Regions from separate parts of the Gossypium hirsutum genome. Here regions 1 and 3 are each linked to region 2. The links are chromatin contacts, called in public Hi-C maps. All regions are on one chromosome and are shown on one strand. The core of a region is the stretch at or near the end of the contact, and the rest is flanking DNA. Distances in the headings are between cores, read along the strand shown. Region 1 has its middle 7.7 kb from the start of LOC107925593. Region 2 has its middle 18 kb from the start of LOC107925592. Region 3 has its middle 13 kb from the start of LOC121230049.

Evidence for each region. Hi-C and Micro-C count contacts between places; a contact is called where the count stands out from the background.
Region 1: a Hi-C map of leaf shows a contact between it and region 2, with 2.6 times the contacts expected there. The contact joins two enhancer-like sites. A contact is called at or near these places in 2 of 34 Hi-C or Micro-C datasets (both in leaf).
Region 3: a contact with region 2 is called in a Hi-C map of leaf, with 2.1 times the contacts expected there. The contact joins two enhancer-like sites. A contact is called at or near these places in 2 of 34 Hi-C or Micro-C datasets (anther and leaf).

What each region holds. Positions count from the first base shown.
Region 1 is chrA01:116,413,244-116,415,943 of Gossypium_hirsutum_v2.1, forward strand. No RefSeq gene overlaps it. Among protein-coding and RNA genes, the nearest start is that of LOC107925593, 7.7 kb to the left of the region's middle. Within about 2 kb of position 1,423, at least 5 of the 9 cell types and tissues checked have an H3K27ac peak or open chromatin away from gene starts, as enhancers often do. A contact at or near this core is called in leaf, where this site is marked.
Region 2 is chrA01:116,173,275-116,175,974 of Gossypium_hirsutum_v2.1, forward strand. It overlaps the pseudogene LOC107925689. Among protein-coding and RNA genes, the nearest start is that of LOC107925592, 18 kb to the left of the region's middle. Within about 2 kb of position 1,402, at least 7 of the 9 cell types and tissues checked have an H3K27ac peak or open chromatin away from gene starts, as enhancers often do. A contact at or near this core is called in leaf, where this site is marked.
Region 3 is chrA01:116,338,877-116,341,576 of Gossypium_hirsutum_v2.1, forward strand. It overlaps the pseudogene LOC107925559. Among protein-coding and RNA genes, the nearest start is that of LOC121230049, 13 kb to the right of the region's middle. Within about 2 kb of position 1,310, at least 3 of the 9 cell types and tissues checked have an H3K27ac peak or open chromatin away from gene starts, as enhancers often do. A contact at or near this core is called in leaf, where this site is marked.

The sequences.
Region 1 (2,700 bases), core at 173-2,672, 240 kb after region 2:
TTGTCTTAATTCCTAAATTTAAAGAACCTATTGATATGACTAATTTTCGTCTGATTAGTCTTTGCAGGGTGATCTATAAAATCGTGGCTAAGGTGCTTGCAAACCGCTTAAAAGATACTCTCCCGCATTGCATTAACCAGAACCAAAGCACCTTTGCCCCCGGGAGAATGATTCATGACAACATTTTGATAGCTCATGAGCTTGTTCACTACCTCCAAAATACAAAGAACGGCCCTGACAAAGGATTTGTAATCAAGCTCGATATGAGCAAAGCTTACGATAGGGTTGAGTGGAATTTCATTGAAGAGGTTATATGCAAAATGGGATATGCCAATGAGTGGGTGCAAAAGATCATGAGTTGCGTACGTTCGGTTCGCTACGTCGTCAAGTGCAACACAACACTATCAGAGACTATTGTGCCAGAAAGGGGTTTAAGATAAGGGGACCCTCTCTCTCCCTATCTTTTTCTTTTCTGCATGGAAGCTTTCTCTAAATTGTTAATTCATGCTCAGAATGAAAATTCGATTAAAGGCATTAGAGCTAGTATAAATGGGCCTCGTATTAATTACCTATTTTTAGCTGATGAGCTCTCTTTTTCATTCGTAATAAAAATAGGGACGTTGAGGAAATTGTTAAGATCCAAAATAGATTTTTTAGGGCTTCGGGTCAAAAGATCAATTATGATAAGTCTATGATTATGTTTAATCCAAAAACCCTCTTAGCCCAAAAATAATTTTTTTGCTCTATGCTTTTATGCATATGGTTGATACTCTTGATAGTTACCTAGGATTACCTTTACCTGTTACCAAAAAAAAGTCAACAGCCTTCACTAATATTTCTAATCGTTGCTCTTGTAGGGCGGGTCAAAGAGGTTGTTATCCTATGGTGGGAATGAGGTGTTTATTAAAGCCATTCTCCAATCCATTCCTACTTATGCCTTCTCTGTTTTTCTTACCCCGAAAAAAACTATCAAGGATCTTCAGTCAAAAAAGTGCCGAACTTGGTCGGCAAATAATGGGAAAAATCATGGGTGGAACATGATGGCTTGGGATCGTCTTATGTCATCCTAAAGGAATGGGCGGTATGGGCTTCAGGGATTTGCATTTATTCAACTTGGCTTTTTTTAGAAGACAAGTTTGGAGGCTTTTAAATTTCAAAGATACCTTATGCTTCAAAGTTTTAAGCGCTAAATATTTTCCTGATGAGGATGTGTTCCGGCCAAAAAGGTGTAATAGACCATCATTTACCTAGAGTAGTATTGCTAAAGCTGTGACTGTGTTGAAAGATGGGTTTATTTGGAAAATTGGGAATGGCAACCTGATTGATATTCGGTGGAACTAGTGGGGTATAAAGGGTCTTAATGGAAGTTCTGTTTGTCAGCCTCTTTTGACTAATAATGAAAGAAGAGTTAATGATTTGTGGGACCAAGACCAAAGAAAATGGAAAAGGGATAGGATTATTGAGCTTTATGGTACTGAAATAGGGGGCATATATGCAATTTACCCATTATTCCTTCTAATGTTAATGATAGCAGAACTTGGCTTCACAACCCACATGGTGTCTACACGTCAAAGTCTGCTTATTCTTGGCTCTCTCTGAAAAGGATTGGATATGGCCCTTATTGTCTTTATTGGAGAATTATTTGGAAGCTTAAAATGCTCCCCAAGATTAAGGTGTTCAGCTGGAGAATTGGCCATGATCTTTTACCCATATATGTCAATATAGCTCGCATTCGCCATAATTTATCTACAACTTACCCGAGATGTAAAAACAAAGAGGAGTCTCTTATCCACGCTTTGAAAGAATGATCGAAGGTTCGTGAAACCCTTACTATCGGAGGCTTAAACAAGAGATTTCTTGATGGAAGTTACATTTGATGTATCGACTGGCTGGAATTAAGATACCCTCCTCGAGCTCGACTTCAAGGCTGCTACAGACTTTTTCACACTCCTCTGGAACTGTTGGAACAATAGGAACAAGTTGGTTTTCCAGGAAAATGACGATCCTGCTACAACGGTTTGGGAAGGGCTCATACTCTCAGTAATGATTTTAGAGTTTTCAACTTGAATGAACCCCCTGTTATCTCTCTGACCCCGGTGTGCAAAGGTTGGAAAAACCTCCTAAAGAATTTATTAAAATTAACGTGGATGTTGTTGTTTCTAACAGGAATATCGGCTACAGAGCTATAGCGAGAGATGTTGATAGGTTTGTGGCTTATGAAAATAAAGCCATAGATGTTGTGTGGGCAGAATTGAAAGCTTTGATTATTGGAATGAAGTTGGCTTCAATATTAAAGTTGACAAAGATTATTATGGAGTCTGACAATGCTACCCTCATCAATACTTTCAAAAACCGTGATAAGGATGTTACTATCCTGGGTTGCTGTGTCAAACAGAAATGCAAGGCTCTTAAAAAGTTTGACACAATCCAGTTTAACTGGATTGATAGAAAGAGTAATGATGTTGTGGATATGCTCAGTAAAATTGCTATAAAGAATAGACGTGATTTGACGTTTGAAATGGATTATCCTTTGGAAATCCACGATGTTTTATACGTGATGCATTAAAATAATGTGAACTTCGGGACGTTTTCTTGTAAAAAAAAAAAAGAAAATAATCAAATATAAACCAATTGACCAAATGATATCTAAGTAAGAATCAACCTAGAATTCATCTAAAATTCTCGATCTAATTTATACAA
Region 2 (2,700 bases), core at 152-2,651:
TTCAGGTTCCAATACGGTGCCTTTCAACACAGCTAAAGCCGCAATCATCTCCTCTCCCTTCTTCTTATCGAACAACCCCAGTGTTGTTTGGAACAATGGGGTCACAGTTGCGTGAGGTGAAATGCAATTAACTCTAATTCCATGCTCACCTAACTCCACGACCATGCTCTTCGTCAACCCTACGACGCCATGCTTCGATGCCTTGTATGCATGGGGCAGACCGATGCTGATTTTTGAAGAAATACTCGATGAGAAGAGAATGCAACCTTTCTTGGCCGGAACCATGACCTTGGCTGCATACTTGGCTCCTAAGAAACCACCCAAGACATTGATATCGAACACTCTCTTGAAGTTGTCAGTGCTGGCGTCCGTCACTCTGACTTCACCATCACCAATAAGGCCTGCATTGTTGAACATGATATCGAGTTTTCCATACTTGGAGACCGCTAAGTTTACGGCATTTTCGACATCAGATTCGCATGTTACATCACAATGGACATAGCTGAAGTTTTCATTTCCAAGCTCTTTGCAAAGGGAGTGGCCCAATTCGTCTTGAATATCAGCAATTAGAACCTTGGCTCCATTTTGAGAAATAGCCTGGCTGAACACTCTCCTAAGCCGCTGGCACCACCAGTTATCAGTGCCACCTTACCATCTAGCCTGTATCAAACAAAGTAGAAAAAAAGTTGATACAGTAAAAATCCACCTTATCAACATTCAACGATCTAAAATCAACTCGACTTGCCAAATTGAAATATTTAAATCCAATATAGTGAAATATGAATTTATGGAATGCAAGGATTTAGTTACCTCTTGGTTACTAAAGACTCGGGACCCATTGTAGTTTGTGGAGAAAATAGACCCTCGCCTTTGCTTTTTCTTTTGATTGCAATGCTTGGGATGCTGTGGTTTCACGTCCTGTTATTCTGCTCTTTATAGCTTGAGGGATTGTTCTGAAAGATAAAAAATGGCGTCGGTCTTGTTTGTATGCTTTCATTTTAAAAACAAGATATTTACTATAAACAATAATCTTGCGTCCAAAAATTGAACTGCTCCATGTTTGCTACTTTCAAGTCTACTCGACAAAATATTTTTCCATTATTTTTGCTTTGACTTATAACATGTTGGGACTTGTCAATATGGGCGGTAAAAGATTTCTACTATATTCCTTATTGATTTGTTTTTGCTTTCACTTATAAATTAAGTTTGAAATTTGAAATTTGAAAAATAAATAAATTAAATTTTAAAAGATAAAAGTAAAGAGACTAATAATATAATTTATAATATATTTTAAATTTTTATTTAACTTGTATCTATATTAAAATTTTTGATAAAGTTAAAAGTAAAGTCTGCTCTCTCTAGCACGTCTCTGTCTGTTCTCTCTGACAGGTTTTAGGGTTTTTTTTGTTTATTGCCTTTGTTTTGACTAGTCGGCTTGGTGCAGCCCTACTGTTATCTACTATTTCCTTTGGACAATTGCAACATTTAATCAAATTGAATCTCGATTATGGAATTTGATTTCGCTAAATTATCGATTAATGAGGAGGAAGATGAGGTAGTGCAAATACAAGTGGAATCAAATACAGATAGGGAGATGGGGTTCTTTCAATTAATGGGTTGCTTTCTAACAGCTAGCATCATTCATTTTCCAGTGATGAAAAGTACCATGACAAATCTGTGGCATCCTATCCGAGGTGTTTAAATTCGAGATTTGGGGAAAAAGGGTATTTGTTTCAATTTTTTCATATTATGGACATGGAAAGAGTTTTAAAGGGTTCCCCATGGACCTTTAATAACCATTTATTGATGTTATATAAGCTGCAGCGTGAGGAGGATCCATTGAAAGTTCCTTTAATTTTTACACCCTTTTGGGTTCAGATCCATGATATTCCTATTGGTTTTTTCTCTGAACGTTTGGCAGTGCAACTTGAGAATTTTATAGGGGTTTTTATGGAGTATGATGGCTCTAAGTTGGGGAAAGAAAATTGTAATTTTATGAGATTAAGAGTTCTAGTTGATATACGATGCCCTTTGAAAAGAAAGAAATAGCTTATGTTTAATGGACAGTGTTCATATGTTCAATTTAAATATGAACGTCTGTCTCTTTTTTATTTTTATTGAGGGTGTTTGAGGCCTAGTGATTCATTTTGTGATGCAAAAATGGCGTTAGGAGTGGAAGTTGCAGAAATGGGATGGGATTTAACGTTGCGGGCTCAATCTCGAAGGGCTCTGGCTATGATAAGTGTTTGGTTATGTGAGGAAGGGAAGGAAGAATGGGGCGGAAATCAGTGGGATGTCAAATTTTAGGGAGTACTTTGGGAGTTCTTGGGAAGAAAGTGGGAATTAGGAGTAATATAGATTCTATTTTGAGTACAAATTTGGAGGGGAGATTGTATGATTCCCACCCTGAAGGTGAAAACTCAGGGATGATATATTTCTCTAATGCAATGGATCATGATCTTGAAGATAGAGTGCTAATTGGGGAGGAAGGTAAAAAGAGACAAAGAGGGGACATTGAAGGATTAACAAGAAGAGAAGAGGGGAGCCTTATCTTGCAAATATGCAGAAGGTTTCTTTTCGCTTCGTTGCAATCGAAGTTGAAAAGAGATCTCAAGGCTGAAAGATCATCCATCCAGGCTTGAACGCACCAGTTTGCGGAGGTGAATCGGCAATTGAAGTGGGAGATTTGGGGCTTGACGA
Region 3 (2,700 bases), core at 60-2,559, 170 kb after region 2:
GGCCACTCTCACCTGAACTTAGAACCTAATCTTGTTGAAGCTTTCGCTGTTAGAGAAGCCTTGTTGTGGTTAAAGCCACTAGATTTTGATCGACTCTTTGTGGAGTCAAAATTGCCTCCATGTTACCACTGCCCTTAATAGTCGAGTTACCGATTATTCGAGTTGGGAATGATGATTCTATATTACAAAATTCTTGCTATATAATTTCAAAATTTGTTCTTTTGTTGGAGGTATCAGAAAATTAATAAAACGAATCATATGATTCCAAAAGTAGCTTTATTATATGTAAACCACTGAATGGGATCTTCCTTCAAGTAATCTTTCTTTGATTTTATTTCATGATGCTATGTGGAATATGTCCCACAAAAAAAGAGTTTGGAATGATCTTGTACTAATTTCAACTGTTATGAAATGCGATAGTATCAATTGTTATGATGCATATGCGTTATTATACATTGGGCTAAAGCAAGGTTATTTTTTTGGAGTTGTCAAATTTATGAATGAAGCATTAACCCCTAAAACCCCATTGCAAAAGGCAGCATCTATTCAGCAATAAAGGCTCCATTTGATTGTTGACAGTATAGGCTCCATCAACCGGCAAGTTGATACCACTCACATACTTGGCCTCATCGCTAGCTAGAAACAGGGCAGCCTGCGCAATATCTTCTGCTTCGAGTATGGTCCCTTTCAACACTCCATTTCTCAAGATGATCTCCTCGACCTTTCTCTTATCCGAAGTCACAAACCAGTTTAGTAGCAGAGGAGTCGCAACCGCATGAGGTGAAATGCAATTGACTCGTATACCATACCCTCCTAACTCCACGCTCAAGCTCTTAGCCAATCCCACAATAGCGTGCTTTGATGTGGTGTAGGCATGAGGAACACCGATGCAAAGCAATGAAGCGACGCTAGCGGTGAAGAGAATACACCCTTTCTGGGCTGGAACCATCACTCGAGCAGCATGCTTGGCACCCAAGAAACCACCAACCACATTGACATCAAGGACCTTCTTAAAGCTATCACCATCTGAAGCAATGGCTCTCAACTCAACCCCCCCCCTAAAATACCAGCATTATTGAACATGATATCAAGCTTTGCATACCTAGAGACTGCTAAGTCCACCGCGTTTTGGACATCGGTTTCGCATGTCACATCACAATGGATATAGGTGACGATATCCGGGGTTCCGAGCTCTTTGCAGAGAGATTGGCCTAATTCATCTTGGACATCAGCAATAAGAACCTTGGCTCCATGCTTGAGAAACAGCCTAGCTGTGCTCTCTCCTATGCCACTTGCACCACCAGTTATCAATGCTACCTTCTCTTCTAACCTGCATCAAGGCAAATATAGGCAAGTACGAGGCTTTCAACAATAACCATGTATATATTGTCTTGGTAAAAACAAGATTTAAGAATAGGAAAACACAGTTTTTCTTTTCACCTCTTATCCACCACAGACTCAGCAGTTGTACTCATCATTATATATATAAACTCCAAAATAAAGAAAACTAAACTTTAAGTTTCTTTTTCCTTATCTGTGAATGTTTCATTTCTTGGCCATCGGTATCTTCTTTATACAGAGTTTTCAAACGTACAAAGCGTGGAAACATTTATTAGATGGGCCTCTGGCCCTGATTTTCCCACCACACATTTTTTTACGTACCCAGTATGCCCTATCCTTTTAAGAAATTTGAATTTTATTTTATTAATTACTTTTTATATTTAAATGATTGTACTTCAAAAAATTTTATTGCACACGATAATTCGCAAATTAATTTAATATATGTACTGAATCTATTCAACCAAAAACCAAGAAAATTATTCTATTAATTATTTTTAAATTTTATATTAATATATATTATTTTATTTTTACATGATATTTAAATCATTGATATTTATGTTAACTCAAGAATTCAATTGAATTTGTATTAAGTTTATGGAGTAATATTTGGTACATTGTTATTAGAGGTTTTAGACTCCACAAACAGGGTTAGAGGGTAGCGGGGAAGCTAAGGGCTGGCAGTGGCTTCGGCCTCTTTGAAATAGAAAATTTTCCATTTAAACTCTTTATAATTTATAAAATTTTAAAATAATAATGGTTAAATTACACTTTGGTCTCCCTTTTTGGGTCAAAACCATCATTCGTGCAACATGCTTGGCATCGAAGAAACCACCAACCACATTGACATCAAAGAAACCACCAACCACATTGACATCAAGGATCTTCTTAAAGCTGTCACCATTTGAAGCAATGACTCTCAACTTACCCTCGCTTCCAATACTGTCATTATTGAACATGATATCAAGCTTTCCATACCTAGAGACTGTTAAGTCCACAACTTTTTGGACATCGGTTTTGCATGTCACATCGCAATGGATATAGCTAACGATATACGGGGTTTCAAGCTCTTTGCAGAGATATTAGCCTAATTCATCTTGGACATTGTTAGGAAAGTTGTTGTTACTAGTTCCATGTCCTGTTATAATGAAATTGTTTCTCTACTTGGACCATCAAATTGGATCTTGAATAGGTTTCGTTTGTGCTAAGTTCGGTCCATTTGAATGTGGCATATTTGACAAAACACAAAACATGGTTCAACTAGGATTTTAAGGACTCCCAACTGAATTGCTTAAAGTGATTGGATAAGTATGAAAGGCTTATTATCTCCCAATTGAATTGCTAGAGGTGATTAGATAAGCA